Linked DNA regions of Pan troglodytes: region 2 is linked to region 1. A link is a contact called in public HiChIP or PLAC-seq data. All regions are on one chromosome and are shown on one strand. The core of a region is the stretch at or near the end of the contact, and the rest is flanking DNA. Distances in the headings are between cores, read along the strand shown.

Region 1 (6,894 bases), core at 3,256-5,755:
GAGCCTCATGCTGGAAAGCCTCCCTTCCTAGACTCCTCACCCTGACTCATGCAGGTTAGGGCTGGGGCCTGCCCTCCCGCCATATAGAACCAGCAATGTGGAGCTTAGAAGTGGGGAATACAGACCAATGGCAGCACTTAACCTGTCCTTCAACCTCTTTTCATTCCTTGTTCTCTGGGGTGGATTAGCTGGGGCAAAGGAAGGCCTAGAATTGAAAGGGTATAATCCACCAGCCCTGAGAAGTGAGTTCTAGATCAGAAGTTCACAAACTACAATTGTCCTTGTTATAACCCCATGGCAGGCAGAATAATGCATCCCACCAACCCCTAAAGACTTCTGTATCCTAACCTGTGAATATGTTGTCTTATATGGCAAAAGGGCCTTTGGAAATGTGTTTAAGCCAAGCATCTTGAGATAGGGAGATTATCCTGGATTATCCAGGTGGGCTGGACATAATCCCAAGGCATTGTAAAGAGGGGTGGGAAGGTCAGAGTCATAGAGGGAGTGTGACTGTGTTCGAAGAGTTGAGACAAAGAGTGAGAAAAAGAGGAGGGAGGTATTGATTTGAAGATGCTAAAGCTGCTGGACTTGAAATGGAAGGAGGACCACAAACCAAAGACTCCAGGTGGCCTCTAGAAGCTAGAAAGGCAAGACAATGGGTTATCTCCTAGAGCTTACAGAAGGAACATAGCCCTGCTGACACCCTGATTTTAGAATTCCTGGCCTCCAGAACTGTAAAGTAATAAATTTATTTCATTTATTTATTTATTTATTTATTTATTTATTGAGACAGGGTCTCACTCCCATGCTCAAGTTGGAGTGCAATGGTGTGATCACAGCCCACTGCAGCCTCAACCTCCCAGGATCAGGTGATCCTCCCACCTCAGCCTCCCAAGTAGCTGGGACCACTGGTATATGCCACCACACCTGGCTAATTTTTACTTTTTTTTAAGTAGAGTTGGAGTTGTGCCATGTTGCCCTGGCTAGTTTTGAACTCCTGGGCTCAAGGCATCCTCCCAACTTGGCTTCCCAAAGTGCTGGGATTACAGGTGTGAGCCACTTGGCCCTGTCAAATTTGTGTTGTTTTAAGCCACTAAACATGAGGTAATTTGGTAGAGCAGCTGTGGCTGGCTGAGAGACTCCACCCACTGACACATCTGTATCCAATTGAGGATTGGTAGTGAATCCTTTGACCTTTTCATTGAACCCTACTAAGAAGCTCTATCACATTGTTGTCAGACTCTCTCACTTGCAATGATCAGAAAGTCTTCTGGTGAAATAAAATAGCCACTGCAGTGACCCCCGTGGCTCCCAGATTCCCAAATGGCCAACCATTTGAGATCCGGAACCACTTGATATTCACCTGAGGGCTCAACTACCATTTGACCTTCCAGGTCCTGTCAAAGAGGATCTTTAATTTAAATGAAAAATAACTGTGTTACTTTTCTTATTATCAAATTAATACAAGCAAAGACATCAGAAAATGCAGACAAGAAAAAGAAAAAAACATCATTAACAACAGACAACACTCCATCTCACTGAGATAACCACTAATACCATCATTATCTTTCCAGCACTTTAAAAATAACTCTAGTCCAGGCACCATGGCTTGCACCTGTAATCCCAGCACTTTGGGAGGCCGAGGTGGGCAGATCACCAGGTCAGGAGTTCAAGGCCAGCCTGGCCGACATAGTGAAACCCCATCTCTACTAAAAATACAAAAAATTAGCCGGGCGTGGTGGTGTGCACCTGTAATCTCAGCTACTCGGGAGGCTGAGGCAGGAGAATCTCATGAACTCGGGAGGCGGAGGTTGTAGTGAGCCGAGATGGCAGCGTTGCACTCCCGCCCAGGTGACAGTACAAGACTCTGTCTCAAAAACAAACAAACAACAACAAAATTAATTATTCAAAAACTATGCAGTACTTTAAAATTTTTTATGTATCATGAATATCTCTAGTCGCAATATTCATCTGCAACACTAATTGTCATAGTGTGATCTGGGGCTGCTAGGGAGGGATCCCAAGACATTTTCAGGAGGTTGTGAGCTCAAAATTATTTTAATTTTAATTCTAAGGCATTATTTGACTTTTCACCCTCATTCTCTCACAAGCAGAAACTACATAATACATGATACTGCAACAGTTTGAATACAGAAGCAGATATAAAAACAGTGGCTTTCTATTAAGTTTGATATTAAAGGCAATAGCAAAAATCTAAAACCACGCTGTTCTTCCTACTGTTTTAAAATATATACTTATTTTTCATTAAATATTTGTTATCATATAATGGGTTTGTTATTCTTAAATGAAATAATGAATATGTAAAAAATTGTTTTAATTTTGAAAGTATTAACAGATGTAGCACACATACACAAAACCTCTTTGGCATGCTCCATAATTTTCAGGAGTGTAAAGGGATTCCGAGACCAAAAAGTTTGAGAACCTCTGATCTGCGGTATCACTTTTTAATGGCTGAATTAGTGCATTGATCGGAAGTTTCCTAATTCACTTAACTAGTATATAATGCCAAGAATAAGATTCTTATACTTAAATTTGGGTATACCCTTAATTATTTCTCTAGGATAATTTTCAAGGATGATTTTTAAAACCTGTATTTATTGTACAAAAGTGGGCTAACATCAGTAATGCAATCCACCCCCAGCCAATCAGCTGTTTTCATTCTGTTTCCTTCCAATCAACAAAGGTGGGTGGTAGGCATTTACGATTTACCAGCATAAGGGTTTGACACTAGGTCATCATTTCCAAGGGAAGGTGCCCCGCGGATGGTCTGGTCTAGCGGGCTCTAACTTAATCACCCTGGAATCTTCTTTAAAAAGCAAATTCTGGCCGGGCACTATGGTTCACACCTGTCGTCCCAACGATTTAGGAGACCGCGGTGGGAGGATCGCTTGAGCCCCGAAATTTGAAACCAGCTTGGGCAACATAGCAAGACCTCCATATCTACAAAAAAATAAAATATTAGCCGGGTGTGGTGGTGCGCGCCCGTAGCCCCAGCTACTCGGGAGGCTGAGGCGGGAGGATTGCTTGAGCCTAGGAGGTGGAGGCTGCAGCGAGCCTGATGTTGTCACTGCACTCCAGCCTGGTGACAGAGTGAGACCTTGTCTCAAAAGAAAAAAAAAAAAAAAGCAACCCAGAGTTGTGGGAAAGAACTGAGTGTCATTCTCAATGTTTTTAACCTACGTGCTAACCGCGCACCTTCTACCTAGGCTGCGCGACCTCCGCGCCCGGATCCACGGCGCCCCCTCTTCTCGACTCCCGATGCAGAGCTCCGATGCAGAGCTCAGCGCCAGCCACTCACAAGGAGCCTGGCAAGTTTTATCGAATTGGTGAACGAAGTTCGAAAGCTCTACCCTCGGAGATCCTTATTCAGTAGGTCTGAGGTAGACCTAGGAAACGCGCATTTTATATAAATCCTACCTCTGACGGCAAACGACAAGGGGTTCACGTGCCAGCTCTCCTCGGCGACGCGCTAGGCTACTCAGCGCCCCGAGCCTCGGCCTCGCATCGCTAGAACCCGGCCATGGCCGCTTCCTTACAGGGCAGCTGTGAGGAGTCCTGAGGAATTTTAGTACACGGCATATCCTCAGCGTAGTGGCTAGCACATCACAAGGCTTTAATCTTAACACTGTTGATCTTAACACTGCAACTGAGGGGGCCCGGAGAATGGGCCTGACAGGAAGGTCTGTCGGAACCTGAGGGACTGGGGATCCCGGTGCGGAGAAGCGCGAAGGGAAATCGCGCTGAGCAGCTGGGGTGGGTGCGCCTGGGGGCGTGGCCTGTGGGCCGGCGGGCGGGCGGGAGCCTGCGGTGGAGGCGTGGCACGAGGGAGGGGCGAAACCGGGTGGCGCGGAGGGGGCGTGGCGTTGGGATGGGCGGGGGAGTGGGCGGGGCCGAGATGGGGGCGTGCGCGCTGACAGGAGCGCCGGGGGAGTGAGAGACGCCTCCTGGCGGGAGCTGGCGGCTGTGGACCCCAGCGGGGGCGGAGGGGAAGAGGGGAGCAGGGGCGGGGAGCAAGGAGCCGGGAGGAGGGCGGCGGGCGGGCCTGTCTCTTTAAGGTGCCCGAGGCTCGCGGGCGCTGCGCTGAGGGTACTGCGGGAGGCGCGGCCTGGCCTCGCACTCAAAGCCGCCGCAGCGCGCCCCGGGCTCGGCCGACCCGGCGGGGATCTAGGGGTGGGCGACTTCGCGGGACCGTGGCGCATGGTGAGTGGGAGCGGCTGGGGGGTTGTGCAGCCTCTTGGCCGGGAAGGGGCCGGGCGCCGAGCTCGGCCCTCTAGAGGCCCGGGCCGCGGCGAGCTTCGCGGGGGCCGGGAGAAGCCTGGGCCCGGCTGCGCGGAGGACAAAGTGGGGGTGCTGGGCGCGGGCGCACAGGCCGGATGCCGGGAGCCAGCAGCATCTCTGCGCCCCTTTGGTCCAGACCATCTCTAGGCCGGCCCGCGTCCTCCGCAGCCCGCGTCGGCCGAGCCGGGGTGGGGGTGGTTCCGGGTGCCAGGTCCCCCGCGCCGCTACCGGCCTCTGCCTCGCGGGGCGTCCGGCGCCTTCGGGGCCCTGGCACCGCTCTACAGAGGCTCGGCTCTGCCCTGGTCGCTGTCAGTGCCATCTCCCTTAACGAGAAATTGGGCGTGATGTGTGCGAAACAATTTTGATGCATGATGGTTTCTAACTCCTTAGGAAAAGATAAGTCCTTTAATTCTATTACCTGATTTCGACATGGTCGTAGTTACTTGAATACTTTTTCCAGTGAAATTTGGGGAGTAAGATGAATTTGTGGAACATTTCATAAGACAACCGTAAAAGATGGGAAAGGGGGGAAATCCCAGTTTTCATGGTTGTAGGATGAAAACTAGTTCCACGACAATTAGTCTCCAAATAACCTTATTTGGCCTCCGCAAATATGTACTGGTTGCTCCAGAAATCATCCTACTTGGTATGCGGCGTTAGATACATTAGAAAATTAGTTACTAACGGTCTTTAGGGAATGCTTTGTGAGCCTCAGTAACGATCACCAGGGTTTTCTCTTTCAAAATTGACTCATACCAGGTCCAAAGCCCTTTATTCTTTTCACCCTTTTATTATTTTTCCTTTAATGTACTTTGTAACACTTAGAATAAAAGTTTAGAGTAATCATAAATGCCCCCATAAACTCACTATTTATCCCTCTTACGTCAGTAGTCATTTATTTTAATTTATTATGTTTGATAGGGAGGTGTTTTAACCTGAAGAAATGATATCTTCCCGTATTTAAAGTTTAATAACTGTATACTGTTTGGCCCCTGTCAGACTGTGTTTGTGCTAGTCTTTTTTCCTTCTTCTTTTTGAACTGTAGTATCTTCTTAATAACTTTGAAGAATGTATGGTACTAATAGAATTAAAAGAATATCTTGGCCGGGCGCGGTAGCTCACCCCTGTAATCCCACACTTTGGGAGGCCGAGGCGGGTGGATCACCTGAGGTCAGGAGATCGAGACCAGCCTGGCCAATATGGTGAAACCCCGTCTCTACTAAAAATACAAAAATTAGCGGGACATGGTGATAGGCGCCTGTGATCCCAGCTACTCGGGAGGCTGAGACAGGAGAATCGCATGAACCCGGGAGGCGGAGGTTGCAGTGAGCCGAGATTGCGCCACTGCACTCCAGCCTGGGCGACAGAGCGAGACAACGTCTAAAAGAAAAAAAAAAAAAGAATATCTTCACATTCTAATAATTACCTAGAGTTTTTAATGCAATTAGTAATTTACACAGTCTTTTGTTATTTGCTCAATTATTTAAGAAGTGACTCTGTGGACTCTACTTCTTGCTTTGAGCTGCTTTATTCTGTCTAAATAAGCCTGAATAATTTCCATTTAAAATTTTGTTTTGATTCTAAGAATTAAAATTAAATATCTTAAAATTATAATACAATATTAATAATTTTATATGGGCTTAAAGTTGAATAATGGACCTAAAACTAAAGTTGAATAGTAGCAGTGCAGTATTGAAACTAGTTATTTGCCTGATATACTCTCAAGTTACTGAGGGTTTAGATATACTCACTCTACTTTCACAGTCACCATTTCTGGATAGTCTGAGGAACTGTAGTGTTCTAGGTCCTTGAAGATGGCTATGAAGCCATTATTATACAAAATTATTGTTTATTTTTGAATGTTTATATAATCTTTCATTGAGAATGATCTTTAAATGATCACTCAAAAGTTTTTTGAAGGCCAGGCATGGTGGTATTGTCTGTAGTCCCAGATAACTGGGAGGCTGAGGTGGGAGGATCACTTGAACGCAGGAATTGAAGGCTGCAGTGAGCTATGATCACACCACTGCACTTCAGCCTGGGCAACAGAGCAAGACTCTAAAAAAGAAAGAAAAAGTATATTGACACAAACAATGAGTCTTAGTTTATGTTTTGTTTCTCATTTTTATATTTGTTTTTACCCTAGCACTTGCCTTTGAATTAAAGTTGTGTTTGTTTGTTTAGCTTCCTGGGAGTTACTGATCAACTTCTTTGAAGAAACATGAAGTTACACTATGTTGCTGTGCTTACTCTAGCCATCCTGATGTTCCTGACATGGCTTCCAGCATCACTGAGCTGTAACAAAGCACTCTGTGCTAGTGATGTGAGCAAATGCCTCATTCAGGTAGGACTAAGAGTACTTTTATTAATATCGAAATATATTGTAGAGCAGAAACATTATGTTTATATACAGATATAGAGTGCATATATCATATAGAGTAAGACCTGAGTATTGGGTCAGGGCCTGAGGTACTGAATCATGACACACAGGTCTGGATTTTTACCCTCATAGCAATCAATATATATAGGCAAGGTTAGATTCAAGAAGTTCAATACTGAGTATAATATCCTGTTGTATAAACATGTCATTACAAG
Region 2 (6,894 bases), core at 1,365-3,864, 200 kb before region 1:
GCTGGAGGTCTTACCTCTTTGACTGAACCACCCAAGGGACCTGGATTTGGTGTACAAGCAGGCCTTTAATTTATATTGAACTGTAAATATGTCACTAGAGAAATAAAATATGGACTTCCAGTCTACGTAAACTTATTTGTTTATTCTGCTCTGTGTACATCCTCATGCTAACCGTAGCAACTTGCAGCTCTAAGTATTATGTCATAATGACAGAGGACCATTTTAAAGTCTTCTATCTATGGCTGTGAAGACATCATTACATAATCTAGTTAATAGTTACTCTAGTGTCACCCATTTTCAATTTCCAGATCGCTTTTATCAAGATCAGGTTACTGTGAAGTAAAAATTTGGTTAAATTACAAATGTTTTGCTTTCCCATCTTTAGCCACAGCCAAGTTTTAAGTTAACATGATCTTTCTATAAACTTTGTCAGTGCTCCCTTTAAACATTATTTAAAACACATAATTGTTACTGTATTTCCAACTGGTAAGACGTCAAGCACACTGTAGGTTTAAGGAGGATATGGTAGTTGTCTCTAGAAGCCCTACTTTTTTTTTTTTTTTTTGAGACGGAGTCTCGCTGTCTCCCAAGCTGGAGTGCAGTGGTGGGATCTCGGCTCACTGCAAGCATTACAGGCGTGAGCCACCACGCCCAGCTTAAGCATTACCATTTTTAAAAAAGAAAGGTCCAAAACACTTGACATTATCCTTAGCTATTCTGACGCTGCAAGTATACAAAAAATAATTGGGTGAAGGGATTGGAAGTATGATTATGTACTCTGCAGTGGTATGGATATTACAACTTAGAAAAAAGGATAAACCCTTTTGTGTATTTAAGAAATTAGCTGTAGTACATTAGTTTTGCATTAGCCAGCTTTAATGCATGAATAATTTATATTAATCTAATCCTCGATTTCTCAAAGTCACCTGTACTTGAAACAGACTATTCACTAGTAATTATGCTTTTTTTTTTGAGACAGGCTGTGTCCCCAGGCTGGAGTGCAGTGGTGTGATATTGGTTCACTGCAATACCCTGGCCTCAGCCTCCTGAGCAGCTGGGAGCACAGGCAGGCGCCACCAGCCTGGTTAATTTTCATATATTTTTTTAGAGACAGGGTCTTACTATGTTGCCCTGGCTGGTCTCAAACTCCTGGGCTCAAGCCATCTGCCCGCCTGAGCCTCCCAAATTGCTGGGATTACAGGCGTGAGCCACTGCGCTCGGCTATAACGATTATTTTTAAGTATATCTTTAAGATTTTTTTTTTTAATTGAGAGAAGGTAAACAACAGTTAATTTTCCAAGTGGCACAAAAAAGTAACAATGAAAATGTCCTACCCTGGAGCTCTCCTGACTTTCTCATAGGCGACTGTTTTTTTCTTTGTATTTCACATCATAAATAACCAAGTTAAATGTAACACTATTCCACCTCTAGCCATAAGGTGCTCTTTTTCTAGTCTTGTTGACCCTAAAGATTTGTAGGTAGGAGAAATCAGGAACCCAGGAAAGGAAAAACTCCTGATCTTTAATGCAGGTTTATGCTTTATATAGTAATTTGATGGGACCTCGCCTTCCCTGTCAGGTCTGAATGTCACTTCATCTGCTGTGATCACACCTGAACCCTCAGTTCATCAAGACGTTAAAGAACAGTGTAACATAAACTTGTAACTGCATGCACTAAGTCATAAACAGACGCTGTTGCTGCAGATTAACCTCTACGTAAATAACGCGCCCAGAAGGGAGTGAGTACACGCTGCTGCCACGCTGCGACGGTCAATTTTCCTCCGGCATCCTTCCTAGTACCTGAGCAGCTCCCTCTCAAATCCCCAACACTACGTGTGGGAGGATGCACTGAATTCCTCTTTAAAAAGGCCACTGGAAGGCGTGGCTGGGAGGGGACGCGCTCTAGACCCCCTGGTCCCAGGGTAGGTGCACGCTATCGCGCTTTCGGGGCGGGGCCCAGGGCCCCACCTGAGGCGGGGGGCCGCGGGCTCTGGGCGTAGCTGCAGCTTCTCCGGCCTGGTGTGGGGCTAGACGGCCGCCGCCGGCTTAGCGGGGGAACTTCGCCTAGTCCTCGGGCTGCGGTCGCAGCGTCATTTTGCCTGAGTTGGATCACGCTCGTCCACCCACCCCGTGTAAAAATAACAGGTGAATACCCTATGTGGGGGTCCTCATCGCCGCCATTTCCAGAAGCTTCCAGTCACAGCCACTGCCACGGTCGCCACAAATGCTACTGCAGAGCCCGCTTGCCCAGCAGCGTCACGGGCGCCTGCCCTGCCTCTTCGCCCAGCCTTTGATTCCCCCTCCTTTGTCGGATAGTGTCTGCGGCGGGGAGGCGGTGACACTAGTCCGAGTGGGGCGTGGAGACCGACCAGCACGAAGGGCGGAGTTCCGGCCCGCACCCCTCCGCCGCCTGCCGCTTGGTACGTCCCGCTTCCCCGCCCTGCGGCTCGCGGAGCCTGGCTGAGCAGCAGGAGGGGCGGGCGCCGGGGGGCGGGGCGGTCACGCCGCCCGTCCCGTGCCCGCGGTAGTCACGTGTCCGCGGGTGTCACGTGCTCGCGTCGCAGCCAATCGCGGGGCGACGCTGTCTTGGGAGCGAGGAGGCTGTGGTGAGAGACGGACCGAGACCGGAGATGTTTTCAAGCCCGGCTCCGGCGGCTTTACAGGCGGCTGCAGCGGCGACGAAGACAACGACAGCGACGGCTACGCCGAAGCACTCGTTCCGGGGGTGAAGCCTCCTGCGCCGGCCTTGCCTCGGGTCCGTACGGGTGAGGGGGGCGTGGCGACAGGAAAGGAGGAAGGAGGGGCGCGGTTTCGAGCCTGTCCCCGGCGCCAGGGAGGAGATCCCCTCAGTTCTGCGCTGCTCCCGTTCCCCCTCCCCAGAGCAAGGTAGGGGACGCGCCCTGCCCGCCCCACCCGGTCCCGACGCGCCGCCCGCCCAGCCTGGCCCGAGCCGTAGCTCGCCTGACAGTGACAGGCCGTTAGTGCCCCCCGGCGCGGGTCCGCCGGGGCCCCGCCCGCCGCCGCCCCTCCCGGCGTCGCGAGGAGCCGCGGCGCAGGTGGGAGCCGCCAACTGGGCGGGGGCGCCGCGCGGGGCGGGGCGGGGGCCGGGCGGAGGGCCGCGAGGTGGCCTCGTCGCGGGCGCCCCTCACCGCGGCTGGCGGGGCTGGGCTGCCGCCGCCTCCCGGAACATGGCGGGGCCGGAGGAGCGTGTGCGTGCGAGTGTGAGTGTGCGCGGCCGAGAGGGCGCCGCTGGCGTGCGGCGGTCGGATCCGCGGGGGCGGGGGCGCGCCCGGCCCGCCGCGCGTTCCCGCCGCCAGCCGCCGAGCGTGCGCCGACGCCGGGGAGTCTGCCGCGGCCGCTCGGGCCGGGAGCGTCGGAGGTACCCGGGTCCTGGGAGAGGTGGATGAAAGCAAGAAGGGGAAATTGCTGCTTTAGTAGTGTCCGGGGAAAGAGCAGCCACTCTACAGTTCTGTCTTAAATGCCAGTGTAAAATAACCTTGCCGCATTGGACAGGCAGTTCCCGTCATCGTTTTTCAAGTGCCCACTTGTGATGCTTCAAGACCCCTGGAGCACGTCAGGTTCTTAGATCTCGTTTTGAGGAGTGATGTGGAATGACGCATCCTTACAGATCCCAAAGCGTTGAATAAACGGTTGTACAAAGAGGTATGCGAAGCTTAGCTGACAGCTGTTTTAGTAATAACAGTAAGACGCTGTCTGGGATAGGAAGTTACTGTTGCACTCGTTGAAACCTTAGGAAACATTTAAAGCAGTGTAGTCACCGGGATTGTAATTTCCACTGGACACCCGTGGTTAAACTGCGAACTAAGGTGAAGTGTGTTGCAGATCCAGTGCTGTGTATGTAATGGTTCGGAATTACCTCTAATCCTAAAGTTGAAATGAGCCTGCATCTTCAGTCATGTATTTCGTTTTCATTTTAGAATGGTTTATGTAAATTATAAAGAAAGGCTAGTGAAATAGCTATTTTATCGTAAATTAACTGTGTATTAAAAACATATGCACAGCCGGGCGCGGTGGCTCATGCCTATAATCCCAGCACTTTGGGAGGCAGAGGTGGGTAGATCACCTGAGGTCAGGAGTTCGAGACCAGCCTGACCAATATAGTGAAACCCCCGTCTCTACTAAATATACAAAATTAGCCAGGCGTGGTGGCGCATGTCTGTAATCCCAGCTACTTGGGAAGCTGAGGCAGGGGAATCGCTTGAACCCGGGCGGCAGAGGTTGCAGTGAGCCGAGATCGTGCCACTGCACTCCAGCCTGGGCCACAAGAGCGAAACTCCGTTGCAAAAACATACCAAAACAAACAAACAAACAAACAAAAAAACATATGCTCAAGTAGGCCGTTAAAAATCTTGGGCACTGATCTGAGTTTCTTTAATCGTTATACAAAGCCTTTCCTGGAGATTAGCTCAGAACTGGCAGAACATATGCTCTATTGGTGCCAAGTGGCTTAAAAGCAAAATGAGATAGTGTCCACCGTGTAAGATGAAGTCGTTATATTAACAGTCTTGTTGAGAAAAATCTTTAATTTGGGTTAAAAGCAGGAGCCTTTAAAAATTTGAAATGTTTACCCCTGGAGATTATAGACAAGGGGAGAAAAGTTTTACTACTTAAGGATCTTTTATATTTGATACAGGCACTGAATAAATTTCTGAAGCTCTACAGGCATCTTGGCTAAGGTCAAGTTTAACTCGTTATGTGTTTTAGTTTAGAGACAGATGAGGTGTTAAAATGGAAGGAAAATGAGTGTTAAGTGTACTTATGTAGGATCCTTTTAATGTTCTTAATCTTGTATAGTTTTCATAATCTCATAGTTTTCATAGTAGTTGGTAAGAATTAGTTATCGGAATAGTTTTATGAACTACGCAGAACTGGGAAAGTGGAAATCTCTGGGTGTGTATTCCATGAAGAATATTTGAGGAGGAGTGAAGAGAACAAAAATATTCAGACGAGGAAAGAATTTAGCTGAAAATACATTGTGCAGACTTACACTGGTTTGTTAATACCCAAGGGGGAAAAAAGCCTGAATTTTATTTGCAGACTAGTGTCCAGCTGGTAGAATGAGTTTAAAAGGAAGATGCTTTTATCAAGCTGTCGATATTACTTTTTCCCCTATAGAAGTTGAAAACCATGACTGATACTCTTTTGAAGTAGATTGGAGAAATGGTAGGATATTTGGAAAACACTTCGTTGGAGAAGAGATTTTTATTCTTAAAAAAAATAAGTGATTTTTAAAATATCATTTTGATTTCTTGCTATTAGCTGACACGTAAACTTTTCTTTAAACCATTCTTACGTTTTAGGAGCATTATTTCAGTCCAAAAAGAGGATGGTTAATGGAATCATTTCCATCATAGTTCATAAGAGGTTTCTACTGCTCTCTGTATATAGACTTAGTCATGTTAAAGTAACGTGTATCAGATGGGCGTGAAGAATTTGTCTAATAATTGCTGTAGGTTGCTTAAGAGCTATTGACACTGCTTTCTGACTTGGAATTTGTTGCTAAAAACATGTATTTGTAAGATGCCTGTGCCTTGTAAAGGGTGCAGTGTTGAGATTTATCCTTGGAACAGGAAGGGACCTCTGATTTTCTTTATTCATTTCCTTTATTTTTACACATGAGAAAATAAAGGTGAAAAGACTTAAAGCTAGTCTGCAGCTAGTTAAAAACTAGTCTGTGGTTTGGCCGAGAGGTTTCTTTCTGTGAAGATGCTGATTTGCTTCCTTCTTTAGAAGTTTTACGGAGTTGTGGAAAGAACATTGAAATATAAGTGAGAAGGCCTGGGTTTAAATTCTTGATTTATCACTTCCTCACTTCCTAACAGTGGTTTTTGACATATTGCATTAACTTTCAGAACCTTGCCTTCTATCAGCTGCAACTTTAAAAATACAAAAATAATAACCTTGTCTTCTTAACCTGCAAAAGTAATTTTCCTGCATAATTTAATGTTTTCATGTGGAACAAATGAGAATACTTTAGAAAGCACATTGTACACTGTAAACTTCTATACAACGTGGTGATGTTATTTTTAAAGAAAATATAATTCTTAAAGTGTAACAAGGTGTTTAGATCCCTGGATTTTTGCGTACAAGGTGTTTAGATCCCTGGATTTTTGCGTAGCCCTACCTTTATTGTTTTCATCTTCTGCTGTTTTACAGATTATAACTCCTGTAGATACATTTTCTGATCCCCACTTAGTTCTAACCTTAGTTAAGCTGCTTATGAACATTTTAAATATTGCAGTTATTAGTCTGACTTTCCCTGGAAAATATGAAGTTTCTTTAGCCTTTGAAAATATTCTCGTGTATACTCATGCATTCATAATCTGTTTCTGTAACAGACAGTGGCTTTTTAAAAGTAATAGTGAAAGTAATCTTAGTAGCAATGTTAATTTATTTGACTCTTGCTAGTTTTCAGGTACGCAAAAGGAGGAGATGATTTCCTTTAAAAACTCAGCTTTGAATAGTTCGTGTTAAGGTTATCTGGTATATCTGAAATATTCAGAAATGTTAAAACAGTTTTTGTTTGCCTTTGCTGTTAAGTTTGAAACCTCTTAGTGCTTTCAATTGATAATCCTGGAAACCAACCTCAGTATTGTAGTATTACATAGATTATCGGAGTTTTTATAGTCTTGAAAATAAAGGTACTAATAATCATAGATAATATTTGCTGAACACTTAGAATATGCAAATTTGTGTTTTAAGTGAAACATTTCAGGTAATTTTCATAATAACCTTGTAAAACGGAGAGGAAACTGAGGCTGTGAACAGTTATGTGATGTATAGATTTTACACACTAAATAATAGATTTCATTATCCTGTTTTATTAACCATTTCTCTGCCTCTAATTAAGAGTGTTGGTTTTCGAAGAGTTTGA

What was found. HiChIP or PLAC-seq counts read pairs in DNA pulled down with a chosen protein or histone mark.
Region 2: a contact with region 1 is called in an H3K4me3 HiChIP or PLAC-seq map of stem cell-derived excitatory neurons, with 2.0 times the contacts expected there. The contact joins the promoter of ANKRD12 here to the promoter of LOC104003076 in region 1. A contact is called at or near these places in 1 of 7 Hi-C or Micro-C datasets (stem cell-derived neural progenitor cells) and 1 of 1 datasets of contacts at active chromatin or transcription factors (stem cell-derived excitatory neurons).

Annotation. Positions count from the first base shown.
Region 1 is chr17:21,565,807-21,572,700 of NHGRI_mPanTro3-v2.0_pri, reverse strand. LOC104003076 reads right to left here and starts at 4,505. Exons shown (of 3, transcript XM_063795933.1): 1 at 3,439-4,505. The coding sequence starts at 4,220. TWSG1 (twisted gastrulation BMP signaling modulator 1) reads left to right here and starts at 4,014. Exons shown (of 5, transcript XM_001138675.6): 1 at 4,014-4,221; 2 at 6,484-6,643. The coding sequence starts at 6,521.
Region 2 is chr17:21,765,029-21,771,922 of NHGRI_mPanTro3-v2.0_pri, reverse strand. It overlaps ANKRD12 (ankyrin repeat domain 12), which reads left to right and starts at 2,614. Exons shown (of 14, transcript XR_008540718.2): 1 at 2,614-2,754. NDUFV2 (NADH:ubiquinone oxidoreductase core subunit V2) reads left to right here. Exons shown (of 8, transcript NM_001071786.1): 8 at 1-69. The coding sequence ends at 69.